Regions from separate parts of the Mus musculus genome. Here regions 1, 2, 3 and 5 are each linked to region 4. A link is a contact called in public promoter capture Hi-C data. All regions are on one chromosome and are shown on one strand. The core of a region is the stretch at or near the end of the contact, and the rest is flanking DNA. Distances in the headings are between cores, read along the strand shown. Region 1 holds the start of Ppt1 (palmitoyl-protein thioesterase 1). Region 2 overlaps Ppt1 (palmitoyl-protein thioesterase 1). Region 3 holds the start of Ndufs5 (NADH:ubiquinone oxidoreductase core subunit S5). Region 4 holds the start of Heyl (hairy/enhancer-of-split related with YRPW motif-like). Region 5 overlaps Macf1 (microtubule-actin crosslinking factor 1).

Region 1 (2,700 bases), core at 130-2,629, 400 kb after region 4:
TGGGGAGTTACATTCCTAAACTAGCTCTTTACAGTTGCTAGCTAGCACAAAGGGCTTAGAACAGTTCTTTACAAATGTAAATTCTACCACCTCACAAGTTCCTAGTGAAATTCCAAGTCCTTACACTAATCTTAAAAGCCCCAGCATACTTGTCCACCCTCTTATTCCCTTGCTCCCGCTGCTCCTGCTACACTGCTCTGCATGCTAGTCTGCCAAGCTCAGGGCCTTTGCACCTGCTGCTCCTGTGACCACATGTCCCTATGGCATCTTCCCTCGTCCTCCTTTTTTTCTTCTCTTTTTTCCTTCTTTTATTTTTTTTATTGGATATTTTCTTTATTTACATTTAAATGTTTTCCCCTTTCCAGGTCTCCCCATCGGAACCCCCCTATCCAATCCCCCCTCCCCCTGACTCTATGAGGGTGTTCCCCACCCACCCACTCCTGTCTTCCCTCCCTGGCATTCCCCTACACTGGGGCATCGAACATTCTCAGGTTCAAGGGCCTCTCCTCCTACTGATGTCCAAGTCCATCCTCTGCCACATAGGCAGCTGGAGCCATGGGTCCCTCCATGTGTACTCTTTAGTTGGTGGTCCAATCCCTGGGAGCTCCGGGGGGGTGGGGCGGGAGGGAGGATCTGGCCAGTTGCTCCCTCCATGGTGCTGCATCCTCTTAAGCTCTACTCAGTTGTCACTCTTGGGTGAATCCCGTTTCCTGTTCTAACTTGCTCCGTAGAAGCACAAGCTCACACCTGAGGCTCTATCTTCTGTTTTCACTGCACTCCTGGCCATTTGACAAGTTTCCCGTATTTCCTTATAATACGTTTCCCCCACTGGACAGCAAGTTCCAGAAAGATGAGAATGCTTCATGCTCAGGTATAGCAGGTGCTCTGAGGTAACTGTATAAAGGACATGAAGGCCCCTGGTAGATCTCTATTCAGATGTGAAGGAATGAAAGCCTGAGTGTGCAGTCCAGCTCTGCAGGGGCAGGCTGGACTGACTGTGAGATACTGCAGGCTGATGCTACTGCTGCCAGGATTTTAACAAAGCATAAACCAAGCCGTGCACAATACTCACTGAGCACTCACTAAAGACACCTGGTTGTCGTCCCTTCCGTGCAGAGCAACAAATCCGAAAACCTTGGACTAGGCGGGTGCTGTGGAATCCCTATCGTCTTTCCAGATTTAAGAACCGAGGGGGGAAAAGGATGCCCCCGTCCACGCCCACTCACCCATCCCATGCCAGATCACCAGCGGTGGTGGTGAAGGTGGGTCCAGATGCCCCAGGGCCCAGGCGGCGCAGCACCAAGGCAGCAGAGCGGCAGCTAGCAGCCTCCGCGAACAGGACGACGCCATCTTAGCAATCACATGACCGCGGGGACTGTGGACCAAAGTAATTCCGGTGGCCACGCCCCCTGCCGGGCTCTGCATCCTGACAGAGACGTTTATTCATTGCTTAACACCCACCAGACTCTACTATATAAGGGCTTTCCATCTTTTAATTGATCTTATGCACTGCTCTCATTTTACACCCAAGGACGCCTAGGTGACAATTCCCCCTTCCCCCTACGGAACTTTGCCTTCTCTTTCAGCTGTGTATTAGCAGAAAAGAGCTGTTTATTCGCTAACAATTATGTCATTTGCACGTAATTTTAATTCTATGTGTGGGCGTTTCATATGTGTACGGCTCGCGTTCTACAGCGCATGTGTGGAGGCCAGAGAACCGCTTGCAGGAGCGGTCAGAGGGATTGAACTGAGGTCATCCATCAGGCTTGGCTGCAGGTGCTTTCCCCCTAGGAGACTGTTTTTATTTTAGCACATGTGTGAGAAATTAGGTAAGGTCCTCGGAGGCGGAGGCAGAAAACTCTTCAGCACAGTGCCATAGTACTTATAGCCCTTGGAAGAAAAGGCTCAGTGTCGGGACTGGGGAAGGGAGACTTGATTTTCATCCAGGGCAAGTTATATCATGGTGAGGTTTGGTTTGGATCGTAAAGCTAAGATGGGGTTTCAAAAGCTAAAGATGTAATTAGGGAGGAGGAAGTTTGGACTCCTGAAGAGGGAAAAAAGTATCTTATTAAAGATGTAATAAGACTTCCAGGCTGTCATGGACTCTCAGGTATTTCATGTACTAGGAAGATGGGAAACATAGCTACGTCCTATCCAAGCTCCACTCTGGTTTATTATAGCCCAGAGGCTCCTGTCTATGCTCCCACATCTTTTCTAGATTCCCTCAGTGCAGCCTCGGCACCTCAATGACAGTGTCAAACATTTTTTCCCCTAAAAAAGCATTAAAAATGTTTAAAGGAATCTGTTAAATAGGGTGTATTCACGGTACAGTGGGACTCTCTGACACCGGCTTTATAAAGGATGAAGTAGTCTTGTAGAGAGCGACATATGAAAAATCTAGAAGAATAACCGGTTGTGCACCCACATGAAACCCTTCTGTACCACCCCACTGAAACCAGCAGTTACTTAGTAATTGGAAAGCCAATTAAAATACAGGATTAGGATGCATTATACAGTGCACAGTCTGATAAGCGTTGGGCCAGCTAGATTGTTCAGCTGGATAAAACAATGGCCACTAAGCCATTCCTGATCCTTTCCTCTTGAGAACTATGATAGCTTGAGGTTAAAAAAAACAAGTTGTGCAAGCTGTCTTCTGAGCTCTATACACCGACAGTCACATGTCCCCATAGAGACTCATAA
Region 2 (2,700 bases), core at 13-2,512, 370 kb after region 4:
TCATTCTTCTTGAGTTTCATGCGTTTAGCAGATTATATCTTATATCTTGGGTATCCTAAGTTTTGGGCTAATATCCACTTACCAGTGAGTACATACTGTGTGAGTTCCTTTGTGAATGGGTTACCTCACTCAGGATGATGCCCTCCAGGTCCATCCATTTGGCTAGGAATTTCATATGTGAGTACACCGTCACTCTCTTCAGACACACCAGAAGAGGGCATCAGATCCCATTACAGATGGTTGTGAGCTACCATGTGGTTGCTGAGAATTGAACTCAGGAAGAGCAGTCAGTGATCTTAACCACTGAGTCATCTCTCCAGCCCCATCATCCTGTTACTTCCTTTTTGCAGAACGAGTTCCCAGTCCCCGAGCAGTTCAAGACCCTGTGGAACGGACAGAAGTTGGTCACCACAGTGACAGAAATCGCTGGATAAGCAAATACATGGGTCCTGTGCCCTCTCCCTTCACACCATGGGATACATCTGTATGGAGACGGTTCTTTTCTAGATTTCCTCTACCTTTCTGCTCTTAAACTGCTTCTCTGCTCTGAGAAGCCCAGCTACCTGCCTTCACTGAAATATACCTCAGGCTGAGACGGGCGGGACAGCAGGTCAGTGGATCTTCACCGGAAGGTGCAGCTTCTCGGCATCAGCGCAGCTGCACCACAGGCTGAGCTTACAGAGCTTCAGGCCCAGACTGGGGCACCGAAGCTTTCAGCTTTGGGGGTCATTCTACCAACAATCAGTCCCTGAGGGTTCACAACACCCTGGAACCAAACATCAGAATGCACACTATTCTCCTAACAGTGAGCATGGGGGGCAGGAGCCAGGGAGTCTATTAGGTTCTAACCAACCTAGTTTTCATTGTTGACAAGTGAGGCCAGGCTTCCACTCGACCAAAAGCTAAGGATTGCCACCCAGCATTCCAAGCAGACTTGTTTCCTAAAAGCATCCTTCATCTGCATTCCATCCTGGGTCAGCATCAACCACAACATAGCAGGCATTCCCTTGCAGCTGCAGTACAGTAGCAGTGTCCTTTTCTGAGGAAGGAAGTCTTAAACCCTTTCCCCCCACCCCCTGGGATGACTGCCTTGATTCCCATGGGGAACAACTTTAAAGAAAACCACCACAGCATTCCAAGGAGTCTGGCGTTCCTCCTCCCTGCCAGATGACTGTCATTGCCTCCACTCACCCTTCTGCTTGTCACTCGGCAGCTTAGGGCCTCTGCGCAGGAACCTGACTAGGACTATGACCTCCACGGCGGCTGTTTAGGTCTCGACTTACATCAGAATCTTGCACAGCATTGCAAAATCCCAGTGCTCCCTCTAGGACACACTGACCAAAATATGCAACCTTTCCTTTCCTATTTTTTTTTTTTTTTTTTTTTTTTTTTGGTGGGAAAAGAGGAAGAAAGATTGTCCTGTGACTTCTGCCCATTACCTGAGGCCTGTGGAAATAAACCTTTATGTACTTAAAATTATACAGAAAATAGAATAAAGTTAATACCAAACTTGTTTAGTTATTCACCTGATGTTTTCAGTACAGAGATGTGAAAATACTGAAAATGATACCAAGTATAAGAAACTACTCTTTATTATTTTTAAAGACAATCTCAAAACTATTTTTAGATCCTCCCACTTCCTGCCCTTAACCCTCATCCTTTTATTTGAGTAGGTTTGAGAAAGGAAAAGGAAAAACAGGCAGTGGGTGAATTCTGTGGTGCTAATGGTGCTTTCATGAAAACAGTCATTTCTCCAAACCCGTGCTCTAGAGGACCCATCTAGAACATGCTGAGATCTCAGCATGGGCACTAGGGAGTCCATGCTCAACTGTAGGAAATGGGGGATCAGGGTGGTTTCTTCTTTAACAATCAAAGTTATCATCTGTTTAATAGGAGGGAAAAGAAGTCTACAATATTCCCCAATCATTTTCTTGAGGAATCAAATCAGCAGCAGTTTGATGTATGCTGGTAAATAGGATGTAGGGTAGGAATGCCAAAGCCCCACCTTTTTAGACTATTTCTCCCGTTCTTTGCAATGGTGTGACATTTATGCCACTTATAATATTAAGGGCAAGAACAGACACCTGGTTTTCACTTCTATACTCCCTCACTATCTCATAGTATATAAGACACACATTGCTGTAGGCTGTGGTGATGCATGCCTTTAATCCCTGTACTTGAAAGGCAGAGGGGGCAGGTGATCTCTGTGACTGTGAGTTCAAGACCAGTCTGCTCTACATAGTGAATTCCAGGCCAGCTAGGGTTACAAAGTGAGTGAAACCCTGTCTCAAAGAAGAGAAGAGAAGAGAAGGTCCATTTCCTTTCCTAAGCAACCCTGCTGGCAGTTCCCCCCTGTGTGACTAATTCTGTTACTGAGGATTAAGGATACAAGGTGAGCTCTGAAGGGGACGTGATGGTAGGCTTGTGGGGTGACTGCTAGGTACCTCTAGAGGGCAACACTTACACAGGAAAACAGTCTTAAGAAATGATGGGGAAACATCATGCACGGCCCACACAGCAGTGCAGAGAAATTGCTTGTGTGAACATCTCAGACCTGGGCTTTTATTTGCTCCAAATTTGTATGGGTTTTGCCCTCAGAGCTTGTCTCTTTTTCACTTCTGTCTCTTTTAGGCACAATTACTGATCTGCAACAACAGACTCCCATTTCTTAAACGGGAGCTTGACCATATCACAAAGTTG
Region 3 (2,700 bases), core at 183-2,682, 480 kb before region 4:
TGCCATTAGAACTTTGTGAGTATGGTTCACTACTTCCATAATGAGCCAATATTTGACTGGACACAGGCTGAGTGCTCAGAAAACTTTAATTGAACTGAAACCAGTTTCATATGGGACATCCAGCCGATGGAAGGGGGTGAGTGGAGCAAGTTGGAGTGATTGAATGAAATTAATAAATTGTGGACTCTCTTACTAGGGTTTCTATTGCTGTAAAAAGACTTGTGACCATGGCAACCATTTAATTGGGGCTGGCTTACAGTTTCAGAGGTTAGTCCACTATCATCATGGCAGGAAGCATGGCAGCATGCAGGAAGGCATGGTGTTGGAGAAGGAACTGAGATTTCTACATCTTGATCAACAGGCAGCAAAAGGAGACTAATCCACACTAGGCTTGACTTGAGCATAGGAGACCTCAAATCCCTCCCCAAAAGTGACACACTTTCTCCAACAAAGCCACACATACTCTCACAAGGCCACCCTTCCTAATAGTGCCACTGCCTATGAGGCAAGCATTCACACACGTGAATCTATGGGGGCCATTCCTATTGAACCCACCACATGGACTTCGGGAATTTTCTCCAGAAACTGTTCATTCGCAGGCACAGCATCTGTCTTATAGGCCAGGCCAGCCTTGAACTCAAGAGGATACATCCTCCTGTCTCAGCTTTCTGATTGCTTTGGTGCAAATGTCAGCTAATACATCAAAGAACGTTTTCATCATGTCACAGTATAAAGAAGTCCCTATAGTAACTCTATAGCTGTTTGTTTGTAACAAGATCTCACTATGTAGCCTTAGTTGGCCTAGAACTCATAGACATCCACCTGTTTCCGTTTCTTAATTTCTGTGATTTAAAGGCCTGAGCCACCACGTTAGGCACTATTATCTTTCTTTTAAGATTTACTTTATGTGCGAGAGTTTTGTCTTCATGTATGTGCACCATGTGTGTGCTCCTGGTATTGCTGAGGTTAGAAGAACTATGTTGGGTCCCCTGAATCTAGAGTTAAACCGAGGACCTCTCCCAGATCAACAAATGCTCTTAACCTCTGAGCTGTCTCTCCAGCCCGGCTATTATGTTTATTACCAAAAAGGGAAACTGCCACCGTGAAACTGGGAAACAGTCACACAAGTTTTGGGGTCACGGCACACGAGCTTTAATCACCACATTTCCTTGGGGTGAGGGAAGCACTACTCTTTCTCGAGTGTGACCTTGCTCAAGTAGCACAACAATCAACGGTCACGACAGTGCTGAAAGGGAGAACTCACTACCGGGCGCAGTAGTATGGGGAAAGTCGGTTTATCAGCTGTCAGCGTCTGGAGGCTGGGCTGCTTGCTGCGCAGGCGCAGACCCGCTGTGCTTGGTTTCTACAGTTCCTCGGCCGGTGGTTGATTTACGGCGTCGCTCTGGAGATGTCGTGCTGCGGGCGTCCTTTACGGCAGGCGTCTGCGTCCTCCCGCAGCCGGCGGTCGGGAATTGCACCAGGGACCTGACAAGGGCACTGCAGAGGTGCGGTAGGCGCTGCTGTGTCCGCACAGCCAAGAAGTTTCGTTCAGGATTAGCTCCTTGACACATTTCCTCTCTCTGTGGGTGGCCCAGGTCTGGGCGTGTCCTCCTGCCTTCCCTTCACCCCGTAACTAGGTCGTCACCCCCACCCCCGGCCCTCCGGAGCAAATCCACCGTCTGCCGGACTCCTGCCTTGGCCTCCTTCCTACCCTGACATCCCGCTCCTTTTTGTTTTTGTTTTGAGACAGGGTTTCTCTGTGTAGGCTGGAATTCACTCTGTAGACCAAGCTGGCCTTGAACTCACAGAGAAGCATCTGCCTCTGTCTTCCAAGTGTTGAGATTAAAGGCGTGCACCACATCCTGATTTTGGTCCCCAGAGCCCTCTACTTTCTTCCTGTTGTGCACTTGGCTCAGCAGCCGCTCCAGAGCCTCTGTCCGTCCTCATTGTCATAACTTCTGTTGTCTATGTTTGTGTGTGTGTGTGTGTGTGTGTGTGTGTGTGTGTGTGTGTGTGTGAGAGAGAGAGAGAGAGAGAGAGAGAGAGAGAGAGAGAGAGAGAGCGAGAGAGAGAGCGATGTAGATCCTCCTCTGGGACTTTTTCTATTCTCCCAATGGCTTCCTCCCCCGAATTCTTACTCAGGTTCCCAGTGTGGGTCTCCAGTGCTTATGATGAGCCGTTTCCCCCATTTGCCTCTGACATACACAGTAAATGACTAAAAGAATGGGAGGGAGCTTTATAAATTAAATTCACCTAAATGTCCGCGTACAGGATGGTTTTGATGTGGGTGCTGCGCTTGCTTTCCATTCTTAAGCACATTTGTCGTTTGGGATTATTTTGTTCTATGTCAACTTTACTATGTATTTTCCATATGTTCTTTTTGCTTAATGTATGTCATATTCTACTGAGCACCAGAATCTATCCACTGCTTTATAGTTGTACGTGTAAGTTGTTTGAGATTTCCTGATTTTTTTTATTTTTTTACAAAATTTTAATTTGACTTGTTCATTTATTTTTAGCAGTTAACTAGCATCTGCTCGATTTTGCTCTCAAAACAAAAGCAGTAGGAAAAACATAGAAGTAAATAGACTGTTACAGTAATGGACGAAGTACTTTTGGGGGGGGGGGTTCGAGACAGGGTTTCTCTGTGTAGCCCTGGCTGTCCTGGAACTCACTTTGTAGACCAGGCTGGCCTCGAAC
Region 4 (2,700 bases), core at 119-2,618:
GGCCTAGGCAGGGGAACCGAAGGCTCAGAACTGCATGGTGACAGGGCACTTGGGTAGCATGCACCAGGATCTGGATCCAATCCCTAGCAGTGGATGAAGAAAAAGGAAGAAGGAAGAAGAGGAGGGGGAGGAAGAATGGAAAGAAGAAAGGGAAGGAAAGGAAAAGCTCTAAGGTGAGTTGGTGGCGGTTGTGGGCTGGGTGGCAAGGCCTGGAGACTTAGAGCCTGACACCACTAAGCACTCACCATGAACTACTGCTAAGGCCTTGACATTCTTCCGTTTGATGTCTACACCCGCTATGAAGCTAGCTTCATCATGTATACCCATTTTATAGACCAGAAAACTGAAGCTTATGGAGTCACCGAGCTGATAGGTAGCAAGGATTGTACAAGTTCAGTTTGTTCCACAGGTTAGAAGTTAGATTATTTAACAAAAAAGAAACTGCATTGGCGGCTTGGTGGTTTGGTGGAAGGGGTGCTGAAGATTGGAGTCTAGGCTTTTGCAAGTTGGCTATTATTTCCCTCAGTACCTAAACACAAATCCCAGTATGCTCAAAGCGAAAAGGACACAGCCCCCAGTCCTTTTGTGTACTATGTGAAAACTGTTCCCAAAGAAGAGTGAAATTGGAAAAGTACAGAAGTCTTCATAGTAGACAAACTATGGGCAATGGAATGCGGTATCTACATCTATGAAGGTTTCCTAGGTCTGCAGGAAAACTTCTCAGGGGCGTCCCTGGGGGTAGCCAAACGACAGAATATCCTCCAGCTGAACTGTCCTCCCATCCCAGCTCCCTGAACCATAGTTGGTTCAGGGTGTTATGGTTCAGGGTACTCAGGAATCTGCCGCATTGGTGCTATGGACGCACTGGAGTCGCTGCACACGCCCCCGCATCTTGGCTGACACCTGAGGGCTGCGCACAAACTTGAGTGTGCTGGACTTTCTCACCCCCGGACGGCCCTCGCTCCACCCTGTCTTACCTAAGATCGTTCTCTTGACCCACATCGATGGGTCCATCAGACTCGCCGTCGGAGCCACTGGGCGCCCTGGGCCGCTTCATGCCGAAAGCTGGCTGCGGGGTCCCAGCCCTGCGATCCCTGGAGTTGGTTGTTGGGCCCCGCCTCAGCCCCGCCCCGGCCCGGGAGCCGACGCCGCCCTTTCCCAGGGCCCTTTCCTGCACCGCAGCCCGGGGCGCCCCGGCGCCCCCTCGCCCCCGCGGTGACGCGCCACCGAACCGTGGGAAGGCCCCGGGCGGTCACCGCCCCCATCGGCCGCTGGGAGGTCCGGCTCCGCTCCACCGGCGCTGCCTGGGCTGGCGCTCTGGGTGGCCTTGGGCAGGTGCCCTGGGAGGCCCCACGGGGAAGCCCAGAGAATCCGGATCTGTCCCTAGTTCTGTGCGACAGACTTCGCTTTGCAGTGCCTCAGCTTTTTATAAGGGTCAGACCTGTACCTTCCTGCTCCAGGGCATGCAGGGAGGGCAGATAGGTTTGGAAAGGTTACTGGGGGTGCCTGTGACCCCTTGGAAGTAATTCTTCAGTCACTCCTTCTATAGGGGACCAAAGTTTGTGGTGTGTGTGTGTGTGTGTGTGTGTATTGGGGAAGCTACGTGCACTGTGGGATGCTCAGAACTTCGAAGTCCTTTGGTGAACCCCCAAAGGGGTGGCTGCTGCTTGCCAGCTGAGAAGGCTGGAGGAGGGGAGACAGGGTCATAGAACCCAAAGTGGCATTGAACTTGATGTGTAGCAGAAGATGACCTTGAACTACTGATCCCTGACCCTCCTGCCTCTGCATCCCAAGTGCTGACTTTACAGTGGCCAAGATCTTTGAGCTTCTGACTTGTGGGAGGGAGCACAGGAATGGAGAAGGTAGGTAGGGTGTGGTGGTTGGTGGGGTATCCCTGGGAGTCACCCCAGTTCATTTAATGACAGCTGTCCTGGCAGGCACCAGGGAGAGGAAGAGAGGAAAGGAGCCTTCGGCTTCTCTTTCTGGGGGAGCCTGTCTGACCACAGACAACTATTTAGTCAGTGAGAGTTCCTGTCCTTGTGCCTAGAGATTCAGCTGCCATCCTCCCAGGTCATCGTACGCAGAGAAGTGCAGAGGGAAGCTGAGGGAGGAGAGCAAACTTCTTGCAGGGGCGGCAGGGAGATGGTGGAGGTGGGTGTGGTGGGCAGGGCACCAGAGGAGTCCTCTCCCTTTGTTCTGCTCACTGGGACAGGCACAAAAGAAAGCCAGCTTTTGGTGTAGGGAAGTGGGGTTGGTCACCTGAAGCTGACTACACACACTTTCACCATAGTCAGCTCTGCTTGCAGATACTTCCTGATGGGAAAGAACAGGCCTCTTGCCACTCAGACCCACACGTAACCACTTGGCCAAGCACAGAAACTTATCATGCTCATAGATGACCAGATAGGACTGGCATGAACGGTCGCCATCAGGAAACTCTGCTGGCCACCGCAGCCGCAAGCACCAATTCTCCTGTTCCAAATGCCCTCAGCACTCACATAATTTCTGTGGGCACCTGCCAAAACAGTGAGAACCTCAACCAGTGTGAAGAGTGCCCAATGTGTGCACTAGGCATTTCCTAGAAAGGCAGATACTTGTTTGCTCTATGTGATTGGCTGAGAGAGAAAGGGCTGGCAGATTTGCAGGGGAAGGTAAGGGCTCTGAGGTAGGCATGTTCTCGAGAGACGTCCCAGGTCCTCA
Region 5 (2,700 bases), core at 176-2,675, 340 kb before region 4:
GCTCAGTGGGTAAGAGCACCCGACTGCTCTTCCGAAGGTCTGGAGTTCAAATCCCAGCAACCACATGGTGGCTCACAACCATTCGTAACAAGATCTGACTCCCTCTTCTGGAGTGTCTGAAGACAGCTACAGTGTACTTACATATAATCAATAAATAAATATAAAAAAATGATGGCTAATAGAAAGCTTCCAGAGGTCCTGAGTTCAATTCTCAGCAAACACATGGTATCTTACTACCATGTATAATGGAATGCCCTCTTTTTGCCTGCAGGCATTCATGCAGACAGGGCTCTCATATACATTAAATCTTAAAAAAAAAAAAAAAAGAAATCAGTTTCATGTGCAGTGGTTAAAAGTGCTGACTGCTCATGCAAAGGACTTGAGTCAGTACACATATGGCAACTGACACCCTTTTTGTAATCTCATTCCAGGGGATCCAGTGCCCGTTTCTGGCTTCCACAGGCACTGCATACAAAAATAAAACACTCAAAACACATAAAAATCAAAGTAAATAAACCCTTTAAAAATTACAAATAAGGATACATGGAACATTTAAAATGTACTAGTCATTTTTTTGTGTACCAAAGAGGTTAATCTTATAGTGAATAAGGGCAGGATTGGTGGGTGAGAGACAGGGATTAGATAGATTAGGTTAGGTTAGGCTAGGGTATCCAAGTGATAGATCAGCAACCAGTTTGCCAAGGTGTCATACAGTCTGAATTATGACAACAATAGCCACTAATGGGTATGTATTAAGCATTTATTTAAGTGCATTAAATCATTTACTTCTTCGTATAACTTTAGTAAGGCATGTTCTGTTATCAACATTTACAAATAAGGAAATGGAGGTTTCCTTAAGTTGAATACATTGCTCATAGGCACAATATGTTTTATAGATGATATTCTAGATGGGAACATATGCCCATTTGACTATGATAATGATAATGCCTCAGGTTTGCTGATAAGAAACAGGAAAAAATTTACTTATATTCAGTGAACACTTGAGTATGTGGAATATTCATAGACAGTCTAGGACTTTGCATGTTTATCATTGTCTCAGTATCACAGAAGCAGTCTTGGAGTCTCATAATTCACTGACATGAAGATCACGTCCTCTGCCCTTTGACAGATGCTAACTAAGTACTCACGGGAGAATGTAGGGCAAGAGAGTTTCAGGGACAAGCTTTGTCTGGATCCTGACAGTTTCAGCAACTTAAGACTTCAGATCCCATCTATAATATGCTTTCCCTTCTTCTAAATTTATGGTTGCAAATATATTTGGGTATAGATGTGTGGGTGTGAATTTGATCTTTTAGTTTAGGTCTTAAAACTTTAGTCTTTGTTTGCTGTCATTGGATGCTTTGAGACCGTGTAAAACATAGAGCATAGCTTCTTACTGACTTGCTTTGACCCTGTTGGCATACATGAAAGAGATTCTGGGGTATTGAGTAGTATTGAGATTTCTTGTGGTAATGGTTGGGGGAGACTGTCTTAAATTCCTGAGAGTGAAGTAATTGCAAAGAAGCAGATCTGCAGTGTTAACAGAGTTCTAATCTTTCTTCTACAAGGTAGCTTTGGTGGTTTAGGGTTGTGTCCATTTGCTGCTAGCAAGGAATAATCTGCGGGTAAATGTGTGTGACTTTAAGTAGCCTGTTCTGTGTATAATAAGTGATCTCTAAAAAGAAAACAGCCTCTCCCTTCTGCCAGCCTCTAACCACTTCCTGTAAGTGACAGAACACAGATCTCTGTTTCACCAAGTGAAACATCAATTGTATTTTCACCAAGACAGCTCCCTTCTCATTCTTTTTGCCTTCACAAATACACATACATACATACATACATACATACATACATACATACATACACACACACACACACTTGAAAAGGCTGCAGATAAGGATATCTACCTGGGGTATGTAGAAAAGCGATATATCTAAGGATAATCATATCCTTTCAGGGATATTTATACAGATTAAATGAATAACATATGAGGGTATTTTTGTTGTTGTTTTGAGATAGATTCTCCTCTTATCCCTGGCTGGCCTGACACTCTACTATATTGACCAGGTTACTTTTGGACTTAGAGAGAACTGCTTGCCTGTGCTGGGATTAAAGGTGTGTGCCGCCATACCTGGTCTTGAAATTGCTTATAGTAGTTGCATAAAAATTGTTATATTTTCTTCCAGGTAATTTCATCTTTGAACATTATAGCCCAGAAGCTTCTCTGCTTGCTTCTCCACTGTGGAGAGTGTCACAGTTATCTTTGTACCTAGGGCATCTTTCAGAAGGCTGGGTTTTTTGTTTTGTTTGTTTGTTTAATTGAGTGAATGAAGCACTATTTCACAAGGGAATCCTTATTTTTTAATTGAATGACTGAACTGTTCTGTTTTATATAAAAAATGTTTCACTGAACTGTGCCATTGATTTTTATTCTTCACTGTTTACTCCTTTAACAAGCACTGTTATGTTACATTTCATTGCATTTCATATGCTAAGCAGAACTGGTTTTTGGTACCTGGTCCCTCTTACTCCAGGATTCCTGAAAAGGATCATTCACATGTCATTGATTTCTTCTCTTTCTCTTTGTTCTTGATTTATTCTGATCAGATATTCCTCCACCACAGCAACACTACACTCGGTAAAGAACTTAGTGACCTCCACTGACTTGAGTCAGTTCTCAGTCCTCACCTCACATAAACA

What was found. Promoter capture Hi-C pulls out the DNA fragments that hold promoters and counts their contacts.
Region 1: a promoter capture Hi-C map of pre-B cells shows a contact between it and region 4. The contact joins the promoter of Ppt1 here to the promoter of Heyl in region 4. A contact is called at or near these places in 1 of 39 promoter capture datasets (pre-B cells) and 1 of 484 Hi-C or Micro-C datasets (pre-B cells).
Region 2: a promoter capture Hi-C map of pre-B cells shows a contact between it and region 4. The contact joins the enhancer-like site here to the promoter of Heyl in region 4. A contact is called at or near these places in 2 of 39 promoter capture datasets (cranial neural crest and pre-B cells) and 1 of 484 Hi-C or Micro-C datasets (pre-B cells).
Region 3: a contact with region 4 is called in a promoter capture Hi-C map of hematopoietic stem and progenitor cells. The contact joins the promoter of Ndufs5 here to the promoter of Heyl in region 4. A contact is called at or near these places in 11 of 39 promoter capture datasets (the 3T3-L1 cell line, the C10 cell line, the HPC-7 cell line and 8 more) and 1 of 115 datasets of contacts at active chromatin or transcription factors (large pre-B cells).
Region 5: a promoter capture Hi-C map of the HPC-7 cell line shows a contact between it and region 4. The contact joins the enhancer-like site here to the promoter of Heyl in region 4. A contact is called at or near these places in 4 of 39 promoter capture datasets (the HPC-7 cell line, HPC-7-derived erythroid cells, frontonasal cranial neural crest and 1 more), 1 of 484 Hi-C or Micro-C datasets (pre-B cells) and 1 of 115 datasets of contacts at active chromatin or transcription factors (large pre-B cells).

What each region holds. Positions count from the first base shown.
Region 1 is chr4:122,834,906-122,837,605 of GRCm38.p6, reverse strand. It overlaps Ppt1 (palmitoyl-protein thioesterase 1), which reads right to left and starts at 1,379. Exons shown (of 9, transcript NM_008917.3): 1 at 1,227-1,379. The coding sequence starts at 1,350.
Region 2 is chr4:122,857,868-122,860,567 of GRCm38.p6, reverse strand. It overlaps Ppt1 (palmitoyl-protein thioesterase 1), which reads right to left. Exons shown (of 9, transcript NM_008917.3): 9 at 1,393-2,700. It overlaps Cap1 (CAP, adenylate cyclase-associated protein 1 (yeast)), which reads left to right. Exons shown (of 13, transcript NM_001358035.1): 13 at 351-1,520. The coding sequence ends at 434. Among named protein-coding and RNA genes, the nearest start is that of Ppt1, 23 kb to the right of the region's middle. Within about 2 kb of position 1,262, at least 49 of the 459 cell types and tissues checked have an H3K27ac peak or open chromatin away from gene starts, as enhancers often do. A contact at or near this core is called in pre-B cells, where this site is marked.
Region 3 is chr4:123,716,918-123,719,617 of GRCm38.p6, reverse strand. It overlaps Ndufs5 (NADH:ubiquinone oxidoreductase core subunit S5), which reads left to right and starts at 1,432. Exons shown (of 3, transcript NM_001030274.1): 1 at 1,432-1,505.
Region 4 is chr4:123,232,224-123,234,923 of GRCm38.p6, reverse strand. It overlaps Heyl (hairy/enhancer-of-split related with YRPW motif-like), which reads right to left and starts at 1,368. Exons shown (of 5, transcript NM_013905.3): 1 at 978-1,368. The coding sequence starts at 1,057.
Region 5 is chr4:123,576,631-123,579,330 of GRCm38.p6, reverse strand. All of the region lies in intron 1 of Macf1 (microtubule-actin crosslinking factor 1), which reads left to right. Among named protein-coding and RNA genes, the nearest start is that of Gm31156, 26 kb to the right of the region's middle. Within about 2 kb of position 1,425, at least 63 of the 459 cell types and tissues checked have an H3K27ac peak or open chromatin away from gene starts, as enhancers often do. A contact at or near this core is called in the HPC-7 cell line and pre-B cells, where this site is marked.